2 separate regions of the Triticum aestivum genome follow, and region 2 is linked to region 1. A link is a contact called in public Hi-C data. All regions are on one chromosome and are shown on one strand. Each heading gives the region's core, a stretch centred on a gene start, on an enhancer-like site or on the middle of the called end of the contact. The rest is flanking DNA. Distances are from core to core; before and after follow the strand shown.

Region 1 (5,748 bases), core at 1,018-3,517:
ACCTGTAGAGCATCTTTATAGTCACCCAGTTACGTTGTGACGTTTGATAGCACACTAAGTGTTCCTCCGGTATTCGGGAGTTGCATAATTTCATAGTCATAGGAACATGTATAAGTTCTGAAGAAAGCAATAGCAACAAACTAAACGATCATCGTGCTAAGCTAACAGATGGGTCAATTCAATCACATCATTCCCTAATGATGTGATCCCGTTAATCAAATGACAACTCTTTGTCCATGGCTAGGAAACTTAACCATCTTTGATTAACGAGCTAGTCAAGTAGAGGCATACTAGTGACACTCAGTTTGTCTATGTATTCACACATGTATTAAGTTTCCGGTTAATACAATTCTAGCATGAATTATAAACATTTATCATGATATAAGGAAATATAAATAACAACTTTATTATTGCCTCTAGGGCATATTTCCTTTAGTGGCCCCCTCGGGCATCGTCTCACATTGATTATTTTTTCCATAAATCACATATATTTCAAAATAAATCTCCGTAAATTTTTATCGTGTTTGGACTTCGTTTGGTATGGATATTCCGTGAAACAAAAAACATGCAACATACAGGAACTGGCACTAGGCACTTGATCAATATGTTAGTCCCAAAAATAATACAAAATGTTGCCAAAAGTATATGAAAATTGTAGAATAATGTCATGAAACAATAAAAAAATTATAGATACGACGAAGACGTATCAATCTTTCAATGCTATCCCAGAGAGGATAATGATGTAGCTCATGAACTAGCTCATCTTGCTAGATTTGAGAATCCTAGTGTATGGTTAGATGATGCCCCTCGGGGTTTAGGCTTTGTTCGGAGTACCTCCACTCCACAACTCCACTCCCAGAGCTGGTGGAGTTACAGTTGAAAATCGTGGAGCACCTATTTCCTAGCTCCACAGCTCCTGAGATTTCGCGGACCCGGTGGAATTCTGAATAGGGTCTTAATTTCCTTTCTTGTCAATAATGTTGTTATCACCAATCTATAAAAAGAGGGTTTAAAGTGTAAAAAAAAGAACTCAGAGCAACTAATTGGAGGGGTTCCCCCTCGCGGGGCGCCTTTCCTGGTGCAGGAGCACCCCAACGCGCCATGTGGTGTGTCCCGGCGTGCCATGTGTCACACTGGACGCTTCCCCCATCGAGATGTTTGGGGGGGTATTTTTGTTTTTTGGGGGTTTTTCCTTGTTTCTTTGATTTCTTTCTGTTATGAGCATGGATCACAGGTGTGCTTACGCATGAAGCACAGTTGTGTTTTAATGTGAAGCACAATTGTGCTTCTTGTGTGAAAGCACAAATGTGGTTCTCCAGATTGATGTGTTATCGCATGAAGCACAGTTGTGCTTCCGCGTGAAAGTGTAGAAGTTGTTCCTCAAAAAGTGAAGCACAAATGTGTTTTCATGTGAAGCACAATTGTGCTTCTGCGTGAAAGCACAATTGTGCTTCTATGCTTCCCTAGAAGTGAAGCACGGGCGTGCTTCCGTGTGCGTGAAAACATAATTGTGCTTCTGCGAAAAGCGACAGACAAGTGTGCTTCCACATGAATCGTAGGTATGATTCCGCAGGAGGCACAACTATGCTTCTCGTGTGAAAGCACGATGTGATTTTGCGAAGAACAGCTATGCTTCTCGTGTGAAAGCATAAACCGTGCTTCTCTTATGCGTGAATCGTAGGTATGATTCCATATGAAGCACAACTATGCTTCTCGCACGAAAGCACAAACCGTCTTTTTTTAATGAAGAATGGTTTAGTACCATTTCGAAGCACGAGGTTAGTACAGTCATGAAGTCGGGGTTAGTACAGTTTCGGAGCACAAATTTTGACTAGAAAAAGTTTGTCAAAACATATCAATAGGATCTAGTTTCAAGGACCTCGACGTGAGAAAAGCAACATGGATATTTTTTTTGTGATTTGACACATGGTTCGAGAGATAATAAATCAAAAATCAAATATATGGAAAATGCACAAACAAACCACCCATCGCCCCTCCATGTTGAAAGAAATCCTATCAAAACACAATAGTTACGACAAGTGGTTGTGGTACTTATCACTACAAGAGGAGGTTGAAATGATTTTGCAGGGTACCTCTTAATTACTACTCCAGGTCAAACACGTTGTTGATTGCAAAAGTTTTTTTTAGGGTCGATTGCAAAAGTTGGTGGAAACAAAACCAAAGTATCCCTTATATTTGGGGAAGAGCTTGCAATGGAAAGTCTGAAACTCGCACCGGCCCATAAGTCAAATGACACGGGCCGGTCAGAGAACCCTGAGAGACTCCCACAAATCCCAGCCCGATCCAGACACGGAACCGAACCGAGCCCAACTACCCAAGTCCCAGCCCGATCCGCCCTTCGTCTCCACTCCACCCGATCAAACCATCACCTCGCCGACTTCTCCTCCCCGTCAAATCTAGGGTTAACACTTCGGCAACCCACCCCAGAGCAGGGCCGCATCGCCTTCCTCCTCGTGCCCGCGCCTCCCACCCGCCGGCCGGAAGGGGCAGACGAAGGTGAAGCGCAGCGAAGATGCCGCAGCGGCACTCGAAGAACAACAACGACCTCGCCTTCTTCACCTACGAGGAGAAGCGGAAGCTCGGGTACGGCACCCAGCGGGAGCGGCTCGGCAAGGACTCCATCAAGCCCTTCGACGCCTGCTGCCTCTGCCTCAAGCCGCTCATCGACCCGCTCGCCTGCCCCAAGGGCCACACCTTCTGCAAGGAGTGCATCCTCGAGTGCCTCCTCGCGCAGAAGAAGGACATCAAGCGGTACCAGCTCGTTGTTCCTTTTTTTTTATTGGGTCCTGATTCCTTCTTTGCTTGGTCATCCAAGGACTGGTTAATTCCAGGGAATTTGCAATTTGTTAGCGAGGATTGTGGAATTGGTATGATTGTGCTCAGATGCGGTGCGGGCTTAAATGTGCATTCCTGCTCCTAGGATTGTAGGGTTCCTCATGGATAGGGCTTGTTGGACTTATCGTAGCTTGCCATTTTCCTTGGTACTATGAGAACTCTTTTAGCACGGTGTTTTAGTTTTGTGGCACTGGAGGTCGCGCCATGTATGAGAATTTGGGGCGGCAATTGAAATTCGATCCTGGGATGGGCATTTGTCATGGTGAAGTGTTTGGATCGGTGGTGTTATGTTGCTAGTACTAGCTACAGTATAGTAGTTATCCCTGAATTTCAAGAGAAAATGATCTTGCTTCATCATTGAATTTCTACTAGTATATAGTAAATTAGTACAGTTTCGGTGTCCATAAGACTGATACTTCCCCATGCCATTTGTCATCAACATTTCAGCAATTGATCACTGAAGTAGTTTGAATCTATATTCCTGTTCTTAGTGGACATTCGAAATTGCTATACTTGCCCTTAAGTTATCTGCTTGCTTGTTCAACCAAATAAAAGGTATGGATTTCTGAGTGTTTTTCCTTCTTCCAGCAAGCTTATAGCTCATGATTCCCAGAAAAAGCAAGAGAAGGAAGAGGAGGAGGAGAAGCTGGTGCTGCAAAAATCCAAGGAGTTGGATGCTTTTGATCAGCAGAATCATGGAGCAGTCCCCCAGTACTATGATCGCAGCGGTTCCCAAGACAAGAATGGTTTTCATGGAGCCAACAGTGTGAAGACTACCTCCTTTGAAGAGGAAGCCCTACGCACCATGAAGGCGTTTTGGCTTCCGTCAGCTACACCCGAAGCCACTGTCAAGGTAGATGCTCCTTCTACTGACACAATCTGTCCCGAGGGGCAGGAGAAGCTCAAGCTGAAATCACTCTTCCCTATTTCTTTCACCGAGGAGAACGCTCGTCAGAAGAGCAGTAAGTCAGTGGAGAAAAGCTACATCTGCCCCAGCTGCAAGTCCAATCTCACAAACACAATGTCCCTGGTGGCGATCAGCACCTGTGGCCATGTCTTCTGCAAGAAGTGCTCGGACAAGTTCATAGCAACAGATAAGGTCTGCTTAATGTGCAGCAAACCGTGCAAAGAGAGGAATTTGATTAATTTAGAAAAAGGAGGAACGGGTTTCGCCGCACACGATGACCACCTAGAGGCAAAGAACTTCAAGCATTTAGGGAGTGGTTCTGGGCTAGGATTGGTGAAGCCTGCTCCTAAGGCATAGCCTTCAATTATGTAACTGTTGTTGTATAATGCTGTCAGTTATCGTTGTGGCACGAATATATGTAACCTGGAATTTTTAAATGTTTTGATATCTTTTTGATAAGTATGATCTGGAACAAACGATACTCAGGTTTTTCATCCAAGTGATATCGTGCTTGTGGTTTTGCTCTGATGCAGTATCTAAGGATTTCTTTGGCGCTTGACTGTCTTACTAGTTTTATATGTTGTCACACTGGAGATTCTGCATGAGCAAACCTTGCTGTAAGAGCAAATATTCGTTTTCCTTGTACCATCATGCTTTGTCCACATTCAGAACTTAGGGCCTCTTTGGAACTTCTGGAAGGATAAAAAAAATCTGCAATCCAAAGAGTCCCTAGTGGTAAGCAGTACTATAAGTCTGTAGCATATCCCTTTGCAGTGAGATGGCTTTTCCATTTCTGCAAATTCTGTGGTGAGATGACTTTTGCATCTCTACAGATTATGTCTCCATCTATGTAGTTAAACCACAGGAAATGGAGAATGCGTTAGGTCAGACATATCTCGACAAAATCACCACAGGAAACAAACCAAAACCGACCAAGTTATGAACTACAACCTCCGTCCCAAAATATAAGACGATTTTGCTGTTTTTCTAGTACTATCCATCAGAAGGGAATGAATGGTCCCCTTTTGTCAGCCGATGGCCAGCACAAAACAAAGAAACAAAAGGTTTTGAAAAGGATAATGGAAACGCTGACCTGGCAGCCTTGGCTTCCACCCACGCACGCAACACATGGAGAAGCTTACGGACCACAGTCCAGCTCCAGCAGCAACAGATAGCCAACCAACCTGGGGCAGGCTAGGATCAGAGCTCCACTCAAGGTGAAATGGCAAGCCTACAGAGCTTGATATCCAAACAGGTACGTATGTGCTTTAATGAACCCTGTTATCATCCTTCTCTTGATTTCGTTCCTGGACTCAGAACCCGGTGTTGTCTTCAGTTGATTGCGCCGAACTGCACGGCCACTGCCAGGCTGAACGGGGCTCCCCCTTCGGTGGTGAACGCGAGCTCGAGCGAAGCATCCTCGGATGAGAAGAGTAATTCTCGTGTGCTGTTCATCTCAATGTGTTTTTAAAGGTTGGCACAGGAAAAATTGTTGATAGAATCTCCCTTCCTGACCTTACTATAGAGGTCACAAAAAGGAGATTGGCACTGCTTGGTGCTGGGGCATTATCCACTGTCCTGTTAAACAGCAGCTCTGCAGATGCTGAAGGTATGCCCATTGTTAATTGTTCAGTTTCACCTCCATGGCAGGCGATATGCAACTATGCAAGTTATCAGCTTGTTAAATATTAGCATCCCCATGTACAGTAGGATTGTGTGAGCTAATGCTAACTGGAGTTGTTCCTAGATTTCAGAAGTACCAAAGAATTACCGCTCTTACGTCGATGCAAACGACGGATATTCGTACCTCTACCCAGCTGATTGGAGGGTAATTTGTCATGTTTACTAGTACTCCCTCCGTCTCATATATAAGATCTTATTACATCCAATATGTGAGTAGTAAATTAGTGTGCAAGAAGGACAATTCAGATGCCAAATAATTATTTTTTCTCGAGTCATTGGCTCTTGTGGATTTCATTCACATA
Region 2 (5,748 bases), core at 1,065-3,564, 290 kb after region 1:
TTCGGAAGCAGCGCATGAAAGAGTCTAGATGAAGGAGTTCATATCCGATCTGGGTGTAATACCCAGTGCATCGGGTCCAATGAAAATATTTTGTGACAACACTGAAGCAATTGCCTTAGCGAAGGAATCCAGGTTTAACAAGAGAACCAAACACTTTAAGAGATGTCTCAACTCCATTTGTGAAAAGGTCAAGGTTGGAGACATAAAGATTTGCAAAATACATACGGATCTGAATATAGGACCCGTTGACTAAGCCTCTTCCGCGAGCAAAACATGATCAACACCAAGACTCCATGGGTGTTAGATTCATTACAATGTAATCTAGATTATTGACTCTAGTGCAAGTGAGAAACTGATGAAAATATGCCCTAGAGGCAATAATAAACTTGTTATTATTATATTTCCTTATTCATGATAAAGGTTTATTATTCATGCTAGAATTGTATTGATTGAAAACTTAAATACATGTGTGGATACATAAACAAATACCGTGTCCCTAATAAGACTCTACTAGGCTAGCTCATTGATTAAAGATGGTTAAGATTTCCTAACCATAGACATGTGTTGTCAATTGATAACGGGATCACATCATTAGAAGAATGATGTGATGGACAAGACCCATCCGTTAGCTTAAAATATGATCGTTTAGTTTATTGCTAATGATTTGATGCTTTTTTAATGTTAAATATATATTCCTTCGACTATAAGATACGGGTTAAATTGCATGTATCCTAAAATGCACGGTACTGACCCAGCCATGATGTGTTGGTAGTTGATAGTTCAACGCCGCGGGCGGAACTAGGCCGCGCTTAGACATCAAAATTATTCATCTAAAGCATCGCATTAACTCTTCATAGTTTATTTCATCCCCTGAGTTTGAACTAAAGCCACAACACTTTCTTTCATCAAAGGGAGTAATTATTTTTGTTCACTCTAGTACTTCGCTTAATCTCATTTTTTATCGTTTCCCCTAGCAACCGACTAGAGTAGTCTACCGTATTTCCCGACTCCTGTTTGGATGTTAGAGTAGTTGCATCAGCGACAACGCAGTTGTGAGGTTGGTACTGCCATTATTTTTGCTCTTCAAGGGTTCGACACTTTAATTATGATGAAATTGCTATATATCCATGTGCGCTCCATCTCATTCGACCTCTCCTCCTACGGAGAGCTCAGAGTCTCTCGTGTCATACTCTCTTCGTTTCAAAATAGATGACTCAACTTTATACTAACTAAAGGAGTAGGTTCTAGTGCAAGGGCTCGGTAATAACTTTACTCCATATACTCCATTCATTTCTTTTTAGTCTGCATACAAGATTTAGTCAAAGTCAAACATTGTTAACTTTAACTAGGTTTATATGAAAAAATATCAAGATCCACAATATGAAATCAACATTGTTAGATGCATCGTGAAATTAATTTTCATACCATATAGCTTTAGTATCGTAGATGTTGATATTTTTCTCTATAAACTTGGTCAATTTTTACAAAGTTTGATTTTGATTAAATCTTATATGCAGACTAAAAAACGGAGGGAGTAAAAGAAATAGGAGTATATGCGTGCTCGCATAGTTGTCTGGTGCAAGAAAAAAGACTTGGAGCAGTAGACCGCAGACGAGCGTGACTGCAAGTCTGCCCGCGGCAGCACTAGCAGCCACTCCGAACCGGGACCAATTGATTTGAATGAAAATTTTGGGGCCGACGGATCTGCGCGGGAGGCAGCGTGCATGCGTGACAGCTACCCCGCCATGTAAGCCCCAAGCCCCTGCCCGCGCACCACGCAAGCATTTTGTCTGTCCGATTCGTCCTGGGCCCCGTCGCACGCCCCGCTCCATCCATGCAATGCAATGCATGTTGTGCACCGGGAGACGGCGGGATCCACCGTACGCTGTCGCCTCTAGCGCTAGCCATCACAGCAACTCAGCAAGCTTCGTGAGTGAGTAGTATGATTGCTTGATTGGTTGCGATGCTCACTGCTCTCTGCGGTGGAAGTACACAGTGAACCGTCGTCACATCGCCATGACACCGAATTGACCGCGCAACAAACCCCGACCGTGCGGGACGTCCACTACAACACCACACTATTTGCCAGTGACTGAATCTGCACTTGAGGATCCTCAGGCGAGCCGAGCCGGCGAGGGGAACAGCACAGGGGCCAGAAAGAATGAAAGAAAAAGAGCGGCGTGGAATCCGGAATCCCCACGTTGGCCGTCGCGACGTGGCCGGCGGGGCCAGGTGGCACGTGAAGGCACGAGGTGCGTGTCCGCCCAGCCTCTTCCTACGCCCGGACCCTTCTTCGGGCATGGCATGGACGACCTGGAAGCGGACAGCCGAGCCTACGACGGGATAGGGATGAGATATTTGCCACACCATCTCCACATCCCTTTCCGATCTCTCGCACGGCGAATCGCCTCTCCTCCAATCCCCTGCCGGCGCCCACGTGAACGCACCCGCCCGCATTTGCGGCCCCAGCCTCCGCGCGCCACGTCCATACGCCGGCCCGCTGAGTCACGCCGCCGGGGGGAAGAAACGCCGCACGCCGGTCCATGGACCCGGCCCAGGGAGCCGGCGGGCGACGCGGTGTCCTCATCCATGGTGCATGTATAAATAGGTTCCTCCCCCGTCGACTCTGCACGCCTTATCACCACACAACCCCATACACACACGGTTCCTCAGATTACGACTACGATCGAGGAAGAGGAAGAAGATACAATATGGCCCTGGGAGACGACTCTCCGGCCTCCTACATCCGCATGGTATGTGCTACTACAATCGTCGTCTTCCCATCCCCTAATTCGTACCTTGGTCTGCTGCTCCCTTGGTTCTTCTAGTTCTAGCTAGCAGATAGATGATCACCAGCATCAGCATGCACAGGACATTGATTTCTCACGTCGACATCAGAATTGGTCAACTAATTAAGGTGGGATTTTTAATTTGCAGGTTCACCATCTGATAGAGAAGTGCATGACGTTCGGGATGAGCATGGAGGAGTGCATGGAGGCGCTGTCCAAGCGCGCCGACGTTCAGCCGGTCGTCACCTCCACAGGTCGGTCCGTCTCAAATCAGTTACTTCCTCTGATCAGCAGGAATACACTTATCTGTACTGACGCTGAGTTGGCGTGCTTGCAGTATGGAAAGAGCTGGAGAAGGAGAACAAGGAGTTCTTCGACAGATACAACAAGCAGTTGAGATCAGAAAAGGGAGGCCGAAGCAGCTGCAGCAGCAGCAGCGACAGCAGCTCCTAATGATCAACAGGAGATGCGTGCTGCTTAGATGTTAGCCATTCTGCACTTAGTAGAACGAATAATTAGAAGATCGATGGGGCGGGAAGTCAGCTAACGCGACACGATCTATGTGTGCTGGTGCATGTACAGGAATCACAAGCCATCTCGTACTGTTGCCATATTCTTCAGATGTAATTGTACTCATCATGTATCCATCTCCCACAGCTCTCGGTTCAGACTTTTCATACCTCTGTGGAGATTACCTACGGCACCACTGTGTGCTAATCGTCCAAGCAAAGCTTTATTCTGTAATTGGATCTCCGTCTTCTCTTTCTAACGAGCAAAAAAAAAAACGGTTGTCCTGCACAGAAAAAACACTGTTCTCCCCTAACCAGAGATACTAGTACACATGTTCACGGGAAAACGAAGGAAACATGCTATATGCTCAGCGAGAAGTTGGTGTACACGAACGTGCTCCGTGACGGGATGGGACATCTTGTCGTTGGGTCGCTGAAGCCAGCGTGGAACGGTCCAAACAAGGAAAGTTTGCACCGGCGCCATACGTGTGTGCAGTGCCGTGGAATCGGTGATGGGATTCTGCTGCACGGGACAAGGACCCCTCGCCTCTTCTTTCCTCTGATTTTGACGTGACAAGCAACAACTTCGCGAGGCAAAATGGGCAAAAATAACCTCGAAACGCCACTAATTCACAAAGGGTGAAAAAAGGGTGAAATTTTTTCACCCAACTAATCCTTTTGTGTAGTGGCTGATTAATAGGTGCTACACGCCTGCGGTGTGGCACCCTGAGGCTCGGCAAGGGCCCACCTCACTCTAGTTGTACAACGTCTAGCCGACATGCGCTACACTGCTTTGTGTAGCGCCTAGACAAAAGACGCTACACGTGCACTTACTAACCGCCACGGCCGGTCCTCCCTAGCCTAGTCCCCACACAAACTTCAAGAGCATTTGAACAGAGGACGTCTGGACGCGATTCTCTCTCTCTCTCTCACTTCTTAAATTCCTCACTAAATCCTGCAGATTTGAAGATTTTTCTTCGTGGATTTCAACCTCAATCTCTCCCTTAAAGTAATTTCCTCCGATTCCTTTTCATTTGAAAAAATGCTCACATTTGCTCAAGTCTATCATGTTTGGGCAAACCCTAGTTTTTCATGGATTTTGAAATATGTATGAAAATATGAGATGATTGTTTGGCATTTGTTAGGGTTAGGCTTCTTAGTATGTTAGGGTTAGGGTTATGGTTCTTGTTATGTTGGGGTTAGGGTTATGGTTCTTCACTACTAGGGAAAAGCCTAGCAGTAGCGTGGGTTTTTGGCCTAGTAGTAGCGCGAGATGCCGCGCTATTGATAAGACGCTACAGCTAAAGGTTAGCAGTAGTGTTGGTCAACACACGCTACTGTTATAAGTACTTAGTAGTATCGATTTTTTCGTAACGCGCTACTGGTAAGTACTAGCAACGCGCCTCTGAGCCTGCGCTACTACTATTATTGCGTATTATTTTTTTCTTCATTTTATGTCGTATTCATACACCATTATACAAGTTTTCATGCAGTAGCAATTTATAGATTGTTTTTACATCACAATGAGTTATTACATCACTAGATGAAAGAATCGTGGACTAGTTTCAAGTGGATGGATCAAGTGGATGGATCCATCCACTTGAAACTAATCCGCGGTTCTTTCACCCAATGATATAATAAAGCATTGTCATCATCATCATATCATTAACAACTTATCATCATACTACATCATTGTCATATAACACCTCCTCATGATCAATTTTATCAATGAGACATCATATAACAAGTTGGTCACTAGTCATAATCACAACTCCTCATCATCATCATCAACTCTAGCACATTGTAGCACATAATAACACATTGTACCAAGGACCTGATCCTCTCTCATAGGACCTACTACCCTCTTTTAGGTAAAATAGTATAAAACAAGATAGGCCCTGGCCCTCCATTATGGAGAATGAAGATTATCCTGTCTCCAATTCTTGCGCTTCGCACAATGTTGTTTCCAAGTAGCTCCCTATGATTAATCATACATTTTTTCCAATCAAAGATTGTCATGTCTCCATCGATTTTAGAAATCCGGTATGAACAACAGTGATGCGTAGGATGACCTGGCCGTAAGCTCATAACATCAAGGCGACCTTTCGGAAATATCAGATGAGGCAACAATCGTTCGGGGTTTTCTGTTGAATACATAGTAATAACTTCGTAGTTAGCAATGTAGTTGAGTTTTAGAAGAATTTATGCAAAAGATTCACGAATGTCGTAATAGTAAAAAAAAATATTTCCATGACATCTCCATGGATGTTACCGTAGTTCAACACATGCACTAGTGGCACATATTGACCATAATGTGCAGGAGTTTGATAATAGATATTGTAATTCTCAAGATCATTAATAAATCAGATCACATGATTTTCCCCTGATAAGTTAATTATGAGCCATCGGTGTAGTAGGTTCTGTCTACCATCTTCCGCACATTCTTTGTA

The links. Hi-C and Micro-C count contacts between places; a contact is called where the count stands out from the background.
Region 2: a Hi-C map of leaf shows a contact between it and region 1, with 4 times the contacts expected there. The contact joins the promoter of LOC123081843 here to the promoter of LOC123085484 in region 1. A contact is called at or near these places in 1 of 5 Hi-C or Micro-C datasets (leaf) and 1 of 1 datasets of contacts at active chromatin or transcription factors (leaf).

What each region holds. Positions count from the first base shown.
Region 1 is chr4A:113,761,565-113,767,312 of IWGSC CS RefSeq v2.1, forward strand. LOC123085484 (E3 ubiquitin-protein ligase CSU1) reads left to right here and starts at 2,268. Exons shown (of 2, transcript XM_044507117.1): 1 at 2,268-2,772; 2 at 3,445-4,222. The coding sequence starts at 2,534. The coding sequence ends at 4,120. LOC123085487 (photosynthetic NDH subunit of lumenal location 1, chloroplastic) reads left to right here and starts at 4,827. Exons shown (of 8, transcript XM_044507120.1): 1 at 4,827-5,018; 2 at 5,100-5,196; 3 at 5,289-5,372; 4 at 5,518-5,591. The coding sequence starts at 4,986.
Region 2 is chr4A:114,052,224-114,057,971 of IWGSC CS RefSeq v2.1, forward strand. LOC123081843 reads left to right here and starts at 2,315. Exons shown (of 3, transcript XM_044504357.1): 1 at 2,315-2,753; 2 at 2,938-3,043; 3 at 3,127-3,466. The coding sequence starts at 2,544. The coding sequence ends at 3,242.